Regions from separate parts of the Rattus norvegicus genome. Here region 2 is linked to region 1. Evidence: chromatin contacts called from public Hi-C data. All regions are on one chromosome and are shown on one strand. Each heading gives the region's core, a stretch centred on a gene start, on an enhancer-like site or on the middle of the called end of the contact. The rest is flanking DNA. Distances are from core to core; before and after follow the strand shown.

Evidence for each region. A called contact is a pair of places that touch in the nucleus more often than the background predicts.
Region 2: a Hi-C map of Schwann cells shows a contact between it and region 1, with 5 times the contacts expected there. The contact joins the promoter of Lrrtm3 here to the enhancer-like site in region 1. A contact is called at or near these places in 2 of 12 Hi-C or Micro-C datasets (Schwann cells and frontal cortex) and 1 of 1 datasets of contacts at active chromatin or transcription factors (oligodendrocytes).

The regions. Positions count from the first base shown.
Region 1 is chr20:23,864,906-23,872,748 of GRCr8, reverse strand. The region is part of intron 13 of Ctnna3 (catenin alpha 3); the gene reads left to right. Among named protein-coding and RNA genes, the nearest start is that of Lrrtm3, 650 kb to the left of the region's middle. Within about 2 kb of position 3,253, at least 7 of the 93 cell types and tissues checked have an H3K27ac peak or open chromatin away from gene starts, as enhancers often do. A contact at or near this core is called in Schwann cells, where this site is marked.
Region 2 is chr20:24,510,082-24,517,924 of GRCr8, reverse strand. Lrrtm3 (leucine rich repeat transmembrane neuronal 3) reads right to left here and starts at 3,621. Exons shown (of 3, transcript NM_001106387.2): 1 at 3,072-3,621; 2 at 1,212-2,746. The coding sequence starts at 3,075. All of the region lies in intron 7 of Ctnna3 (catenin alpha 3), which reads left to right.

The DNA of each region.
Region 1 (7,843 bases), core at 2,004-4,503:
GTGTCTGTGAAGGCTTCTCCAGAGAGGAATAAATGAGGAGTCAGAGGAGTCCCAGCCCCAGGGCTTGGTTATATACCAAACTGAAAAGGGTTTTAAAAAAATTGTTGAAAGTGGCTGAAGAGAGATGGCCCAGTGGTTAAGAACACTGACTGGTCTTTCAGAGATACTGAGTTCCAATCCCATGATTGCGTGGTAGCTCGCAACCATCTGTAATGGGATCTGATGCCCTCTTCTGGTGTGTCTGAAGACAGTGACAGTCAAAAACTAAGTAACAAAAACAAACACACAAACAAAAACCGAGTCTGAACCACCAAACAAAACAAAACTGTTGAACACCATGGTTCATCTATGAATCTTCTCTATGGATTTGAGGAGAACCAGTCACATTCAAAATGCCTTCAGTTCTCTGCCCTGAGAAACAGTATCCTCTCAAAACATAAGCCAATATAAACGTTTTCCCCCTTCAGTTTCTCGTCAGACGTTTGTTTACAGCAAAGAGAAATTACTGGTTGCAGGAAGGAGAATGTTTTCAGTGAAGCTATTAATGACTCTGCTAACCCAAATCAATTTTCTGTTTAGGGAGGTGTCATCAGCAACAAAAGGAAATGACTCCCAAGAAATAAGTAATCTAGGTAGGTTGGTGTTGATGACACAGAAGGTTTATAGTTTTAAGGAGGTTGATCATCTAAGAATGGTGACGATTTTGGAAAAGAAAAAAAAAAATCTGAGTGATAAGGTCCATGTCACGAAGCCAGGTATTGTGATAAATATGTTGAACAGGCTGCATTTCTGGATCTCATACAGGTTGACAATTCAGGTTGTGAAGGTGTCTATAGAAATGGAAAAAATATGATATAAGATACATGTGATATATTATATATAATGTACATGATATATGATAAATATGGTACATATAATAAATGACATAAATGATACACAATATGATATATGTAGTATCTAATATATAAAATATTATATGTGGCATATAATTATATGTATATGTGTATACATGCATGTATATGCATATTATATATGCATATATATGTGTTTTGTCTATATATATAAACTGTTTTCTATAAACTGCAACCTAAAGTAATTCACCTGATAGTAACATACAGCCTAAGCTTCATCTATTAAGTACAGTTTTGTCTGTTAGGCAATGTTTAACACACCAACATTTCAATGAAATGCACTAAGCACAGGATTGTGATTCAGATGCATTTTTCAGAAATTGGTGGACTGAGCAGAAATAGAAAATGACTGCTTGTGGTCGTAAATTAGGAATAAATCAAGAAAATCTTATTGGCAACATTTGCAATGCAGTTCTGAGGAGAAGTCCAGTCATCACAGTATTCTCATCCATATTTTATGCTTAACATCGTCATGGAGCTTAAATCACCATTTCAGAACTGACTGGTATTTATTCAAACCCCTTCAGAGCATTCAAAAGCTCCTCTCCTATCTCAGAATGCCCATAACCCTCGCAAGCACTACTGGCCCATAATTGCTCTGGTTATTTTGCTTTTGTTCATACTTGGGAAGTTGCTCAATCTGTGACCTTGGTTATCTTTTGCTTCTGATTTTATTCTTGCTTTATAGCTCAGCTTCTCTGGACTTGATGTAAAACACTGTCTCATAGGTTTTGTTTCCGTCATACAATCTCTCCCACCCTGCACTTTCTCTCCTTTTTCCTCTATTACCCCATGAAGCCATCCTGCATGCGTGTTTGAAAGTGCCCCATATCTACTCTGTACAAATGCGCTCGCACACATGTGCACACACACACACACACACACACACACACACACACACACACACACACACACACACTTTCATGTGTGCCCCTGAGAATTCCTCCATCATTTTAAATTTATAGACAGTAGTTGAAAATAAGTATGCAATGTTTCTTTGCTTTTTCTGCATCATACTTCCTGTTCATATTGAAGCTCATGAGAATTTAGTTTAGGTAACAATATTAAGACAGATTTGATGGTGTATTTCTAGCATTCAGGAGCCCAACCTAGGAAAATTATTAGTTTGAGACAAGTCTGAGCTAACTAACCCAGTCCTGTCTCAAAAATAAAAACTATATATATATATATATATATATATATATATATATATATATATATATAAAGATAAAGAATCTGTCTAAAGAATGCCCATTCAGAGCCTGCCCCACATGTGGCCCATTCATATACAGCCACCAAACTAGATAAGATGGATGAAGCAAAGAAGTGCAGGCTGACAGGAGCTGGATGTAGATCGCTCCTGAGAGACACAGCCAGAATACAGCAAATACATAGGCGAATGCCAGCAGCAAACCACTGAACTGAGAACGGGACCCCCATTGAAGGAATCAGAGAAAGAACTGGAAGAGCTTGAAGGGGCTCGAGACCCCATATGAACAACAATGCCAACCAACCAGAGCTTCCAGGGACTAAGCCACTACCCAAAGACTATATACATCAACTGACCCTGGGCTCCAACTGCATGGGTAGCAATGAATATCCTAGTAAGAGCACCAGTAGAAGGGGAAGCCCTTAGTCCTGCCAAGACTGAACCCCCAGTGAACGTGATTGTTGGGGGAAGGGCCGTAAGGGGAGGAGAATGGGGAGGGGAACACCCATATAGAAGGGGAGGGGGAGGGGTTAGGGGGATGTTTGCTTGCAAACCGGGAAAGGTAATAACAATTGAAATGTGACTAAGAAATAACCAATTTAATAAAGATGGAGAAAAGGGAAAAAAAGGAATCTGTCTAAAGTATAGTAACATAATATGTAGTAATAGCCAGTCAGTCTCTTAAAAATCGATATGGTAAATTTTAAAACTAAAATACACATCCAGGGCACTGAAGTGATCTTGATTCAGTAAATGTTTGTGATTCTAAGAACATAACATGTCAAAAGCATAAAGAATTGGATTTATTTTCACTGGGTAATTTGGACTAATAATAAATACAGTTCAACAGTTGCCATCTTTAATGTTAGGTTAAAATAATTTAACATACAGCATTGTTTTTAATGTGTTTGCTTTTATAACATTAACTTAAACTAAGGAACTTTTCTGCTAGCTTCTGGCTGGCAGATTTGGCAAGAGCAGCTCGAATTATCTTCTGACCGCCCCCCTCCCCCAAGAAGGGAAGCCTGGCATATAATGCTGGCTCTGAACTTCAGCTGGAAAAGGAAACAGAGTGTCATGTTAGCAGCGTGGAGCAACATTCCCATGCTGAAATCAGCCCTGGCAAGAAAACAAGACCTTGTGGTGGGCATGAAGAAAGATTTGATCCAGTGCTGGTGACACATACTGACTCATACTGCTGATGAAAACCACTCTGCGATGTTAATTATCTAGGAGTCCAGCTGCATGAAAACACGACTTTGCAAAACTCTCAAGTGGCAAAGGGAACCAGCAGGAGTGTCCCCTCTCTCACTAAAAAGAACAGAGAATGCCAAAAAAAATTAAAAATATCAGTAATTAAATATATGTGTGTAATATGTGATCTATGTATGTATGTATGTATAAATGTATATCTACATATGTATTTATGCATATAATCTCATGTATATGCAAGTGTGTGTGCATTGCATGCTCATGTGTGTGCATGCATGCTTGTGTGTTTGTGTATGTGTGTGCCTATATGTGCTAATCAGGAGGCAGTTCCCTTCAAGTCTATGATTCTTTTCATTATTACTAAATTTGAATGTATTGAATACTATTGAGTTCTACTTTTCATTAATCAGTAAGCACAGTTAGCTGCTGTTGACCCATATTGTAGCTCTATGAAAGTATTCAATTGCCAGTAGCTGTGCACATAAATGATGTTCGTGTGTGATTTTTGTTTTCTTCTTCTCTTCCTATCTAATTTACATTGATTTGCCAAACAAATCAGATGGTTAATCTTCTCCTCATCAATCCTCCATGAATAAAATTTCAAAAGCAGTTATAGATGCTGTATCAAGTGCATAGCTGACTATGTTCCTCTCTCCTTATCAAGGGTGCTTTCAGAAAATATCAACACAGGAGAGACAGGCAAATGCTTTGGCTGGGAATGCTAATACAGTTAGGAATGTTGGCAAATGATGGGGCCACCCTAACTAGAGAGAGATAAACTAGAGGTAACTGCTGAAGCAGTTAAATCTCATTCTTAATCCTTAAGAAGATTTAGGGACTAGGTAGTTCTTTTCTTTTGGAGGGATTGCTAAGGCCCTTTTCATATTCAGGCCCATTTCTTTATCCATTACAAACAAAGCAACAAGAACCATGTTCCTAATGTTTGTCCTGTTTGTGTCCCTTCAGTGATTTTTTAAGGGTTTTTTTTCCTTCCTTCCTTCCTTCCTTCCTTCCTTCCTTCCTTCCTTCCTTCCTTTCCTTTCCTTTCTTTCACTTTCATTCTTTTTTCTTCATGTTACCATTTCATCCAAGCCATTACTAGTCTGACATTACTTTCCATAATTCCTACATCTACTGGGACTAAAACTCTTTGTGACATGGAATTTCCTTAAAGTTCATACTTTTTCTTTCTTTTTAATTACATTTACCTTTTTGTGTTTGTGTGTGAACACATGTGGACACAAACACACCACTGTCCGAGTGTGAAGGTTCAAGGACATCTTGCAGGACATTTCTCCTTCTACCACATGGGTCTAGAAATCAAACTTAGGCCATCATGGTGGCAAGCATGTTTACCTACTGAGCCATCTATCGAGCACCAGTTGGAACTTCTAGATTGATTAGGCTCTTTGTCTTCAAGAAGATAGAAGTTCCATCTTTTATCCCTTCATTGATTTAAATTATAAGTTAGTGGGAATATTTTATGTACTAATATATATTTTCTGATTGATTATTTATTCTCTTTGGGGAAAAAGGATGATATCCAATTGACTTTTGGCAGTCAGTATTGAGAAAGCTTATGTGTTTATCTCAGTTTACATAGGTGCCTGAGTTAATAACTTGCTTATTTGAAACTGGTGGATAGCATGAGAGACACATAGATAACACAGGAAGATAGTTTGATTTAGTAATTAATTAAAATTCTACTGTACATAAGTAGTTGTAAAAATTACCCCATGGGTTAAATAGTCTATAATGGTTTCTCTCTGTTTTATTGTCTGTGATAACTTTTATGCAAAGTACAGAAATTTTTCTTCGTGTATAGAATTTAGATTTCCAGGGTTCTCTTGGAACATAGTTGAATGTCTACCTCCAGTAGTATTTTCCTCACTTTGGGTGGTGGTATACATGTCTGTATTCCAGGACTTCTACTATATCTCTTTAGATTCCTGTTATTGGGGGTATCAGTTGTGATTTTCCTGCCCAATGGACTAAGTTGAATTCATGAGCTGTTCAGATACAGCCTGTCCTTGCTAGGCCTTCAGTCATTAGCAGGTGGAGGGTCTTAGTTTCTGCTACTACTACAGTTCAGTGTGTCTTAGGCTCTCACAGCACTGTGGGACATTAGTACCTTTATCATGAGTACCGAGCTTCTTTGCTAAGACTGTGTTGATTCTTGCTACCTGGAAGAAACTATGATAGTCCTAGGACTAGCAGGATGCATCCAAAGTCGCTCAGGAGATCATGGGGTACAATCTAGGCATTAGTGTAGGCTGATATTTCTCAAAACCTACTTTAATAAGTGTTCTTAAATGCTTCAACCTCCCATATGGTCTACCAAACAATGGTAGGGGAGGAAGATAGTTAATAGGACAGAGAGGACCTGCACCTATTTAAAAGTAGTTCTTTGGAGCAATTCTAATCCTCCTTGTCAGAAGTCCAGTCTACTAGCAAAACACCAAGTAGAAACCAGTAGCAGTGGCTCGATCCAGAAGAAACCATGAGACTTGGCCAATCAGCATGACTGGATTGAAGGAGTTGGAACACCACCAGAAGTTCGCTACAAAGTCATGAAAAAGGAAGATCATGGAAGAAGCAAGGTGAACCAATGCCAGAACATTATCAGTGAAGACTAGCAAGGTGAACCAATGCTTGAACATCATCTACTGTCTGTTGGTTACCTCCTATACTCTTTTCAAACATCATGTGTCCTCTTAAGCATGCCCTCCAGTAAAACATCACATGCCCTTTCACCAGGCAGTTTCCAAAAAACATCACATGACACAACTAAGTCTTCAACAAAACCAATATATATATTAAAAAAATCCCACTTCACGTGAGGAAATTCAACAAAAGTGAATCAATCAAGAGGGCTCAAGAAATAATTACATAAATCTCTCCCATGTGCTCCCTCAGTGAGATGATTTATGGAGGTTCTAGAATCTTTAAAATGCTAAGCTAACCATGGTTCTCATGACCAGTTTATCAACTTGTCATTAGCTTGGCAAAACCACCTTATTATTATTTTGTGTTCCTTACTTTGGTCTGATGCTGTGTAACTGCAACACTGAAGAAGGAACGAGCAGCAGGGATTTTCCAGGACTCTTTTTTTGTGGAACTTGGGAGTGGATACCTACTTCTTTCATTAGTGTTATCTATCTGATTGGTCTGCTATAGACTTTCAGAATTCTACTTCCAACTTTAAATGTTCTCAGTCTTCCCTTCCTCTTTGTCAATTAGCAATGTAAGCATCCTTTCTATTGATGTCTAGGGACAGATTCTAATCTGTTAGAATTACATAAAATTCTTTTGTGTGAATACTATACTTTTTCATGTAACAACCTCCTTACTTGATAGCTTTCGAATGCCCTGAATGCACAGATATTCTAAGGACATGCTGTGTCTCTGTGAGTGTGAGTTAATAGGAAATAGCTACAAGCAGCAGCCACACACCAATCATGGTCCTTCACAGCATTAATTTATAGCTCATTATTGTAGCGATGGCTAACATGTGCTCACCCAGCAGGATTTCTCTTTTTTCAGAATCTGTTAACATTCTGTTTATATAAGTTCATCTTACCATAAAAATAGATCTTTGCCTCAGGCTACATATTAAATAAAATTAGTGGAGATATCGATAATGTTCTGTTAATTTTACCATTTGTCACAGCATAGAGACTTACTTATCTTGACAATTTTCAGAGCAAAGAAGAGAAGAATTAAAGTTTTTCTAAGACTTGCCCAAATTCGCTCTATACATGGGAGTTGCTAAACTGTCTAGCTTGCTTCTGATGCTACATCTGGTAGATTATTATGTGTGTTTTAGTTAAGGTCTCATTGCTGTAAAGAGACACCATGACCAAGGCAACTCTTAGAACAAACAAACATTTAATTGGAGCCAGCTTACAGTTTCAGAGATTCAGTCCACTATCATCATGGTGGGAAGCAAGAGAGCATGCAGGCCAGTTTGCTGCTGGAGAAGGCAAGATTTCTACATCTTGATCCAAAGAGAGCTGGGAGGATACTTGTCTTCCCTGAAGAGACTCTCTTTCCCATTGGTTAGGTGGGGCTTGATCACTAAAAGCCCCCAAAACTCACCTATACAGGAACATACCTCCTTCAACAAGGCCACACCTATCCCAACAAGGCTACACCTCCTAATAGTGCCCTTTCCTATGGGTCAACCATTTTCAAACCACCCCAATGCTGAAAAGTATGGTTATCTTGACAAGACAGGATTCTATATACATTCCCTAAGACAATTTGATACTGCCTAAGGGGATGAGGAAGAGTCAGCCATGTTACTACAATTTGTATTTTGCTCACTATCTATGAGTTAACATGTCATACTTAACAAACATTGCCTTTTGTCTTTTAAGTTATGTACTTATTTATCTGCTGCTTATAATATAGGGGAAAAATTCTAAGATTGGATTTAACCTAATTCTAACTGATGGAGAAGTTCTAATTAATCTGCCTTCTGTGGTATTGTCCATGGAGAAAAATAAAG
Region 2 (7,843 bases), core at 2,372-4,871, 640 kb before region 1:
CTCCAGGCTCGATGTGCCAAGGTGTTACCAGGAGCATCCTTTTTAAGGATGGTGTTGGGGAAGCAGTGTTCCGACATCTGAATGAAGCGTCAGTCATTAGGGGTCTGGTTTGTGTAGAACACATCACAGGACATACAGGACAGCCTCACAAGCCCTGAACAGAACAGCTCAGGGCTCAGGATTCTATGAACTTACACTGGGTTCTTGGAAAAGAACACATCCTAGTGAGGTCCAAGCTTACAGGTCTCTGAGAGAGTGCCTTACCCTAGCAAACCTCATCTCTGAAAACTCCCTCACTTCCAGTGTGGACTATCTGCTTCCTCGGATGGATGTGCCTATTTAACGACTTGGTTGTGTAATGAATCAACATGTTTAGGGGACACACAGCCTGAAGGAAACCGACAGTGACCCCTTTAGTTTTATTCTGCAGCCACAGGGATCCAGATGAGGCTGCAAGGCTCAAACTTTGTGTTCTCAGGGGTCTCCTTGTGTTTGGCGGCCATCTGCTTTGGGCATCTTAACCCTTTGACACCCGTCCCGTCCCTGTGCTTTGTGCTTGGCTTGCTGTAATTTCTGAACCCCTGGAAACTGCTCAGGGATCTGCTTTAACCCGCCACCCTCTGTGGATAGTTTTCTGGGATTTTTCTTTGATAAGGCAGGCATTGTTTCTCATCCCCACTCTCTACAGTGTGCCATAATCCAGTCATCTCAAATTTATTCAACCCTCCAAGGTCCCGGGATCACTCCCCCCAACTCCACCCCCCGGGTTTGCTAAACTGCGAACCACCATAAGCTGGAGCTTTGAGCCTCTTAGATGGAGAAGAGCCAGTGTGAGGATCATGGGAATACAAGTTTTTATCTGGAAACAAACGTAATGTTAAAGAGATCCTTAAAGGGTTTTCTTATACACGAGGCACGGTGTTAAGCCTGAGTTCCAGCTTCACATTGATTGTGGTATTTAAATTTCAAAGGACTTATTATTTATGGGAGGAAAACGACCAGTATTATGAACACACTCTAAGGGGCAGGGATGGCCCTTGCCAGCACAGTGAGAAGGAGGGGGAGGGGCGGGGCACCGTGTTCCCTTGACAGACAGCAGAGTTCAATAAAGTACCCCTTATTTCCCAGCTTTTAAGAGCGCACTCTCTCTGTGTTTCTTTTTTCTTTCTTTCTTTTTCTTTCTTTTTTTTTTAAATCGCAATGGTTCATACCTCACATTCCCTGGAGCCTGATTTGCTATAGGTGCAGGGTCCGGTTCCGTTCAGCAGCATCTCGCTGGTCTCCGTGTTGGTGGGTTTATAATCTACATAAAATTCCTGGGTGCCTGGAGTCATTTGCTTGAGCGATTGCCGTTTCTTCTTCCGGTGCCTTCGCATGAGGGAGCGCTGCTGCAGCTGCTTCATGCTGGCGGGGTACCGCTTCCAGGACACGTACATAACCAAGAGGATGACCAGCACCGACAGGAAAAGGGCCACGCTGCCCGCGATGATCTTATGGAAGGAGATGTGCTCCGTGTCCACATCTGTCTCTGGGCTGGGCTCGCTAGCTCCCACCGTGGGGGGCAGCGGAGGCTTGCTCTCGTGCTTAGGCCTGGGGAGCTTGGGCTTAAACGTGGGTTTGGGGAGGGCCCTGGCCAGGTCAAACCTCTCTGTGGTAGTGCTCTTGCCACAGATGCTGTAGTTCTTCACTGCATCGATCACGTTAACCCCCTGCAGCTCTTTGGGACTGGCGCAGAGAATTGTATTCTCTCTCAGACCTTTAAAACTTTTCAGCCAGTTCACCAGGGAGCAGATATTCCTGCTGCATTCCCATATATTCCCAGCAAGGCTGATGTCATTGAGAGAGATCCAAGAATCCAGAATCTCTTGACCAATAAATGTGAGCTTGTTGGAATCCAGGTTGAGGCGTTGCAGATTGGGGACACACTGGAAGACACTGGGTCCACTGAAGGCTTCGATCTCATTACCCGACAGGTCAAGTCTCTGTAAGGAGCTCCAAGTCCAGGACATGGTTTGTCCTATGACACTGATTTTATTCCACTGCATGTACAAGTTCTGAAGGCTCACCAACCTTGGGAAAAGGGCCAGGTTGAGCTTGGAAAATTGATTGTGCTCCAGGTGAAGCTCTTTGAGTCTGATCATGCCAGCAAAGACATTCCTGGCTAAACTTCGGATCCTGTTATAGCCCAGGTCCAGAAGTTCCAGGTTGCGACAGTCTTGGAAAATCCGCACCGGGATGGTTCTCAGTGAGTTGGAGCGGAGGTGTAAACTGAGCAGCTTCCTCAAGCCCCGGAACTGTTCAGATCCCAGAGAATGGAGCTGATTATAGGACAGATCCAAGTTCCGTAGATTGGTCACAGGTCTGAAGGTGTTGTTAAGGAAATAGGAGATTCTGTTGGAACTCAGAATCAACTCTTTGAGTCTGCGTATCCCATTGAAAGCATTCTCGTCGATATTGCTGATATGGTTATGGTCAAGGTAGAGCCAGGTGAGCTGGTTGAGCCCTTTAAATTGATTATACTTAAGTTTTTGGAGGCTGTTGTAGCGAAGGGATAAACCCAAGCATCCGGCTGATATACTTGAGGGTATCTCCTGCAGTTTCTGAGACTCACAGTAGACCATTTTGCCTTCGCACCTACAACCCTTAGGGCATCCTCTTTCAGCAGAAGAAAGCATAGTCAGTAAGACAGTGGGGGCTAGGACCACCGCTACAGCTGATCCGCGCAGTAGCCTAATTACATTGAAACCTGGAAATAAAAACAACTTAGAAAAGTTATCCCCCCAAAACGAATGCCTATTTTTTTAAACCAAGTAAAGCTAACCATCTCTTTTCATATTCAGAAATGTAAACATTTAGATACCATTAGCATCAAATATCATCTTTGTAATATAAGGATATTGTATATTTCTAACAGCTAAACAAGGAAATGGAGCCACTGGTAACTGAATTTATAGTCTTAGACCAGAGAAAGATAATCTTTAAAACAATTAAAGCTGAATTATTACATAGACTTAGAGGATTTTTTTCAATTTTTTTTTAAAGAAGGAAAGAAGAAAAATATCAAAACATACCCATCCTTTGTATTGTTCAAAGGTCGTCCTTAGGTCTTTTGCTTTGGCTTAGGGGCCGCCTGCATGACAGCCCCTGTCAGCTGCAGTGTAGTGAGTCAGGGCTCGCTGACACCCAGGAAGAAAAATTGGACCCCTTGGGAGATGGACCGATTTTGGAACATTATTCTTTATCAGCCATGCAGAACACTCCAAGAACAAATAAATCCCAACACCGCATTCACAGCAAAACATCCGAGTCTTCCTAGGTAATAGGATCTTCATGGATATTACGTCTTTGCATCTTTACAGTGTGTGTGTGTGTGTGTGTGTGTGTGTGTGTGTGTGTGTGTGTTAAAAAAAAAAACTGGCTCCTATAATTTCTTCTCAAAACCCATGATGTATTCCTCTAGGCAACGTGGGGCTACCTGTGCTGCCACATCTGTATTCCATAGCCCGGCGGTCCCGTGGTGGTGAGCACCCAGTTCAGCCACGGAGCTGCGTTGGAGCCCAGAAGGCAAGAGAGCCCGGTTCCGCGCACACGCTCAGCTCACTCCAGCAGACTGTCATTCTGAAAGCTGCTCGGACTGTTGCTTCGGTTTCAGTGAATGCAGTCTTATGTAAAGCTGCCCCCAGTGGCGAGGAACACTATGGGCATGTGCAGAGCTGGCTCTCTTTTATCTTGCAAATGAGCAGGCTCTGCTGGAAAATGAATGGTTCTTTTGGGTGGCTCAATAGGAAGTGAATGGTCAACGTAATCAATAACTAGCAACATTTTCCGTGATATCCAAGTCTTGTTTTACAATTTGGCAACGCCTGTAACTGTCTGCGGCTGCTTAATCGACAAACATGTGCTTCCCAGAGTTTCTTTTTCTTTTTTCTTTTTTTTCCGTCTAGAGCTTGACGTTAAGTTTACAGATCGGATGTCAATTTTTCTTAACCTCAATGTAGGCTTTGAACTGAAATTTATAAAATGAATTATCGAGCTCTTCACAAAGCTGCATTAAGAGCCTGCACTGTTTGACCTCTTGGAGTCACAGTGATTATATTATGCAAGGTGTCTCAGGATGCTGGACTACATCGGCTTTACAATAGAGGGGATGACTAATGACTCACAAATTAATAGGGCTAATGGGTTTTCTGATTTTCTCACAAAAGATATAATTGGTTTAATGTTTATGACTGGGTTATGGCTTGCTTTGGTTGCTGTGGGCTTTTTTTTTTTTTTAAATCAGAAGAGAAATAAACCATTTTTAGTGCTAGTATTAGAACCCCAAGATCATTGGGCCCATAGTTTATTGATGTTGCCCCTATTTATTGCACTAATAATATTTATTGGGTGCTTCCTAAGCCCTCTAAATGTAGGCTTCACCCTGCTTCATCAGTCAACATCTGCAGCCTGTAGGACCCTCTGCCATCTACATTTCAAAGGTGAAGGACCTGAGACTTAAATGGGTCAGGATGTGGCAAAGAGGCATAGAGCCCCCAGGCAGAACAAGTCTGTCTTCTGATGCTTCACCCAGCACTAGTTCCTTTGAACAGGTGGCTCTGGTGAACATTCTGATAGATTAGGGTAGGGAAGCCGTATAGAGCACACTCTTGGTCTTTAGAGTGGGACCCCCTGAGTTTCCTTTGTCTTAGAAGGAAGGGGGTGAGCAACCATTCATCTATGCAGACTCTTCCTTGCTGAATGGACCGCCCGCATCACCTTGTGCAGCTTACTTAGCTCTCTGTGCTTCTGTGTTCTCACCTGTACACTGGACACAATAGAGATATTAGGCTGAGTGTTAAGTTACATCTTTGTCTGTGACTGTGGTACTGGGATGAAACACAGAACCCAGAGCTCGAGCCTCAGTCCTGTGTCCTCTTGCTGTCTTAAAGTGCTTAGCATCTGTGGGTATCGCATACATAGAACTATGCTGCTTTTTAATATTGAATACTGCCCATATTAACTGTTTATGAAGAACTAATTCAGTCAACCAGTGGGGAGAGATCTCGTGCCTTCATCATCTCCACTTTCTATTTAAAATTAATGTTTTGGTTCTGTGGACTATGTCTAATAAGTAATAATTGATGGTTCTCTATACCAAGGCAAAGCATGACACTTGGCCTATGTGGTTTGTCATTTTCTATAAGTAATTATTATTCTTTAAAATATTTGCCTTGTTTGTATTAGGTACATTGACTGCATCTCAATTAGATATTATCCAAGGGGTGAACAGTTTGGTAAATGCTAATCATGATAATCAAATTGCATAGGGCAATTCCTTGGGTATTATGCTATTGATGGTGTAGTTATTACCTTGAATTTACACATGTTGTGGCTGTAATAAAGCTTATTAAAACACACTTCCTTTTCCATTCCCCAAGATTCTATTTTAAGGGGATGAAAGAGGTTGTTTATGTTTTCTTTTTCATTGAGAATTTCCCATATGCATATATCATATTTTGGTCAAATCTACCCTCCAATTCCTCCCCTAAATCTTCTGACCCTTTTTTGATTCATTTTCATATGAATCTCCCTCTCCCTCTCCCTCTCTCCCCCCCCTCTCTCTGCAAACCTACTTATTCCACTTAATGCTGCTGTACTTACCTGGGTCTAAGACCACAGTGGCATGGGAAAATGTAGGTTTTCTTTGTGAAGGTAGCCACCTCAGTGGCTACTTTTTTTTGATGGACAAGTATATTTAAGAAACCCAGTAAAAAGGAGAGAAAATGAGGATGTCTGATATTGAGATGTGACTTCTAAGTGATCACTTTCTGTGTCTCAGTTATTTTGATACAATAGTGCTTGACATGTCTTAGAGCCACAATATATTTAGTCAGTAAACTGTCTTATCAGCTTATTATGCAATGGTGGTCTTTTTCTATTACAAGATATATTAAAATATTTTATTATGTGTCTTTGGTAGTATGCATTAATTATATACAGTTTTATGACAACCTCTTTTATAGTTGCTCATGATGTATCACAGTCCTACATATGCAACCCCGTGACTCTCTCTTGGGAACTTAGTTCCTACTTACCCTCTCTCATCTAACAGGATGCATGTGCACTGAGTGGCTGGGAAGAGTCAGTCCCATTCCTAGGTCTGTTGAGGGAAGTGGATAAAGACATCCATGGCTCTTGACACAAAGTTGCAGGTTACAGCTGGTTCACTTACTGGTCTACCACCAGGTCCCAAGAGGAGTCTATACCAGAGCGATAACAGGGTAGGAGGATTCTAGTCTATAGAGGGAACGATATATGTAATGCTACTCTTACACACTCCGTGTTGACCCTAGAGATTTCCTCTCTCGGTGAGACTGGAAATCATCACACGGGAACTACTCTTAAATGATGTATGTGAGAGGTGGGAGAAAACAAGATCAGCAGCTTGAGGCAGCGCTCATCTTCATGGTCAAACCTTAAGTATCTCAGGAATAGTAATTATACTTTGAAACCTCAGTACAGAAGGATAAGACCGAGTCTTTATTATCTAACATCCTGAACGGGACTTCTCAACCTGCATGTCTCAAAAAGAGCCTAAGGGAATCATATTTATAGCTTCTTTCCCATTCCTTGGCATCAAAAGCTTCTGCTTTTCCTGCTCACCCTTCCTCCTCCTCACTGGGAGGTCGTTATCGAGACAACTTTCTTGGTGATCAGCTGTACAGGGCCACTCACTCGTCCGTGTGCCTCCCACCCCTGTGACAGAAGTTCAGCAGAGAGCAGGGGAATGCAATTATCTCATGTTGCTTTTCAATGGACAGATATGCTGGGGCTATTAATGGCAAATAACCTTGTCTCGTATTGCACACCTTGTCTTTAATTTTCTCATATCTTGGCTCCCCACCTTGTCTTGCTCCATGGCTCTGATCTTGTGCTCCTTCCCTGGCTTTCAAGATTGGTATTTCACTCAATGCCGACCACCTGTCTCTTTCTCAGAGGTAGTTTCGCCATTCTTGCATCATGGCACTCTGAGTGGTCCCTCCTTTGGTGCCAGCTCTTAAGTTGCCAGCCCTCTATGTTTGTTCTTGTTAAAGGCAGCAAAGTTCTCGAAGAGGGGAAATTATCGGTGAGGCTAGCTGAAAAAAATCCCAAAGTGGAAATCACAATTCAAATCCACATTCTCATCTGTGGAGATTATTCTAAAGACACTGAGTCGTTGTTCAAAAGGAAAATACTGTATTTTTGGGAATTTTACTGATTTTCTTGTATGTTTTTCATAGTTTGTCCTTTTTTACTTGTTGACTGAAAGCCAACTTTTCAACACAGACAAAATTACACCCCATTATGTGTTTAGCAACTTCCTTTACCATCACCACCACAGAGAGTACTAACTATATACTACCCAACAACTTAAATTTCCCCAAATGCATCTCAGGCCTTATGATTTATACAACTATAAAACATGATGTCCTCTATCTAAACACTTTTTTAATTGCACTTATGTTACTTTGACTATCATACCACATTTTGTTTAAATACCTGTATATAATGCCAAATTTCAGTTCAATATGAAATGGGATCACCAAATATAAAGTTGTAAAAATTGAGATTGTAATAGGGTATCTTCAGGATACCTGGCTTCAGAAATTTCATCAATTTGGCAAATGAATAGTTTGGATACAATTATATACTAGACACTGTTCCAAATATGTGGACATTAGTGTGCAAAATGAAGGTGTACGCTGTTTGAAACTTACATTATAGGTCAGATGTTAATCACGCTAACTTGGAATCAGAAGTGCCCCCATAAGCTCATGTTTTGAGCACCATTTTCCTAACATGCGCTGTTGACTGGAAGGCCATG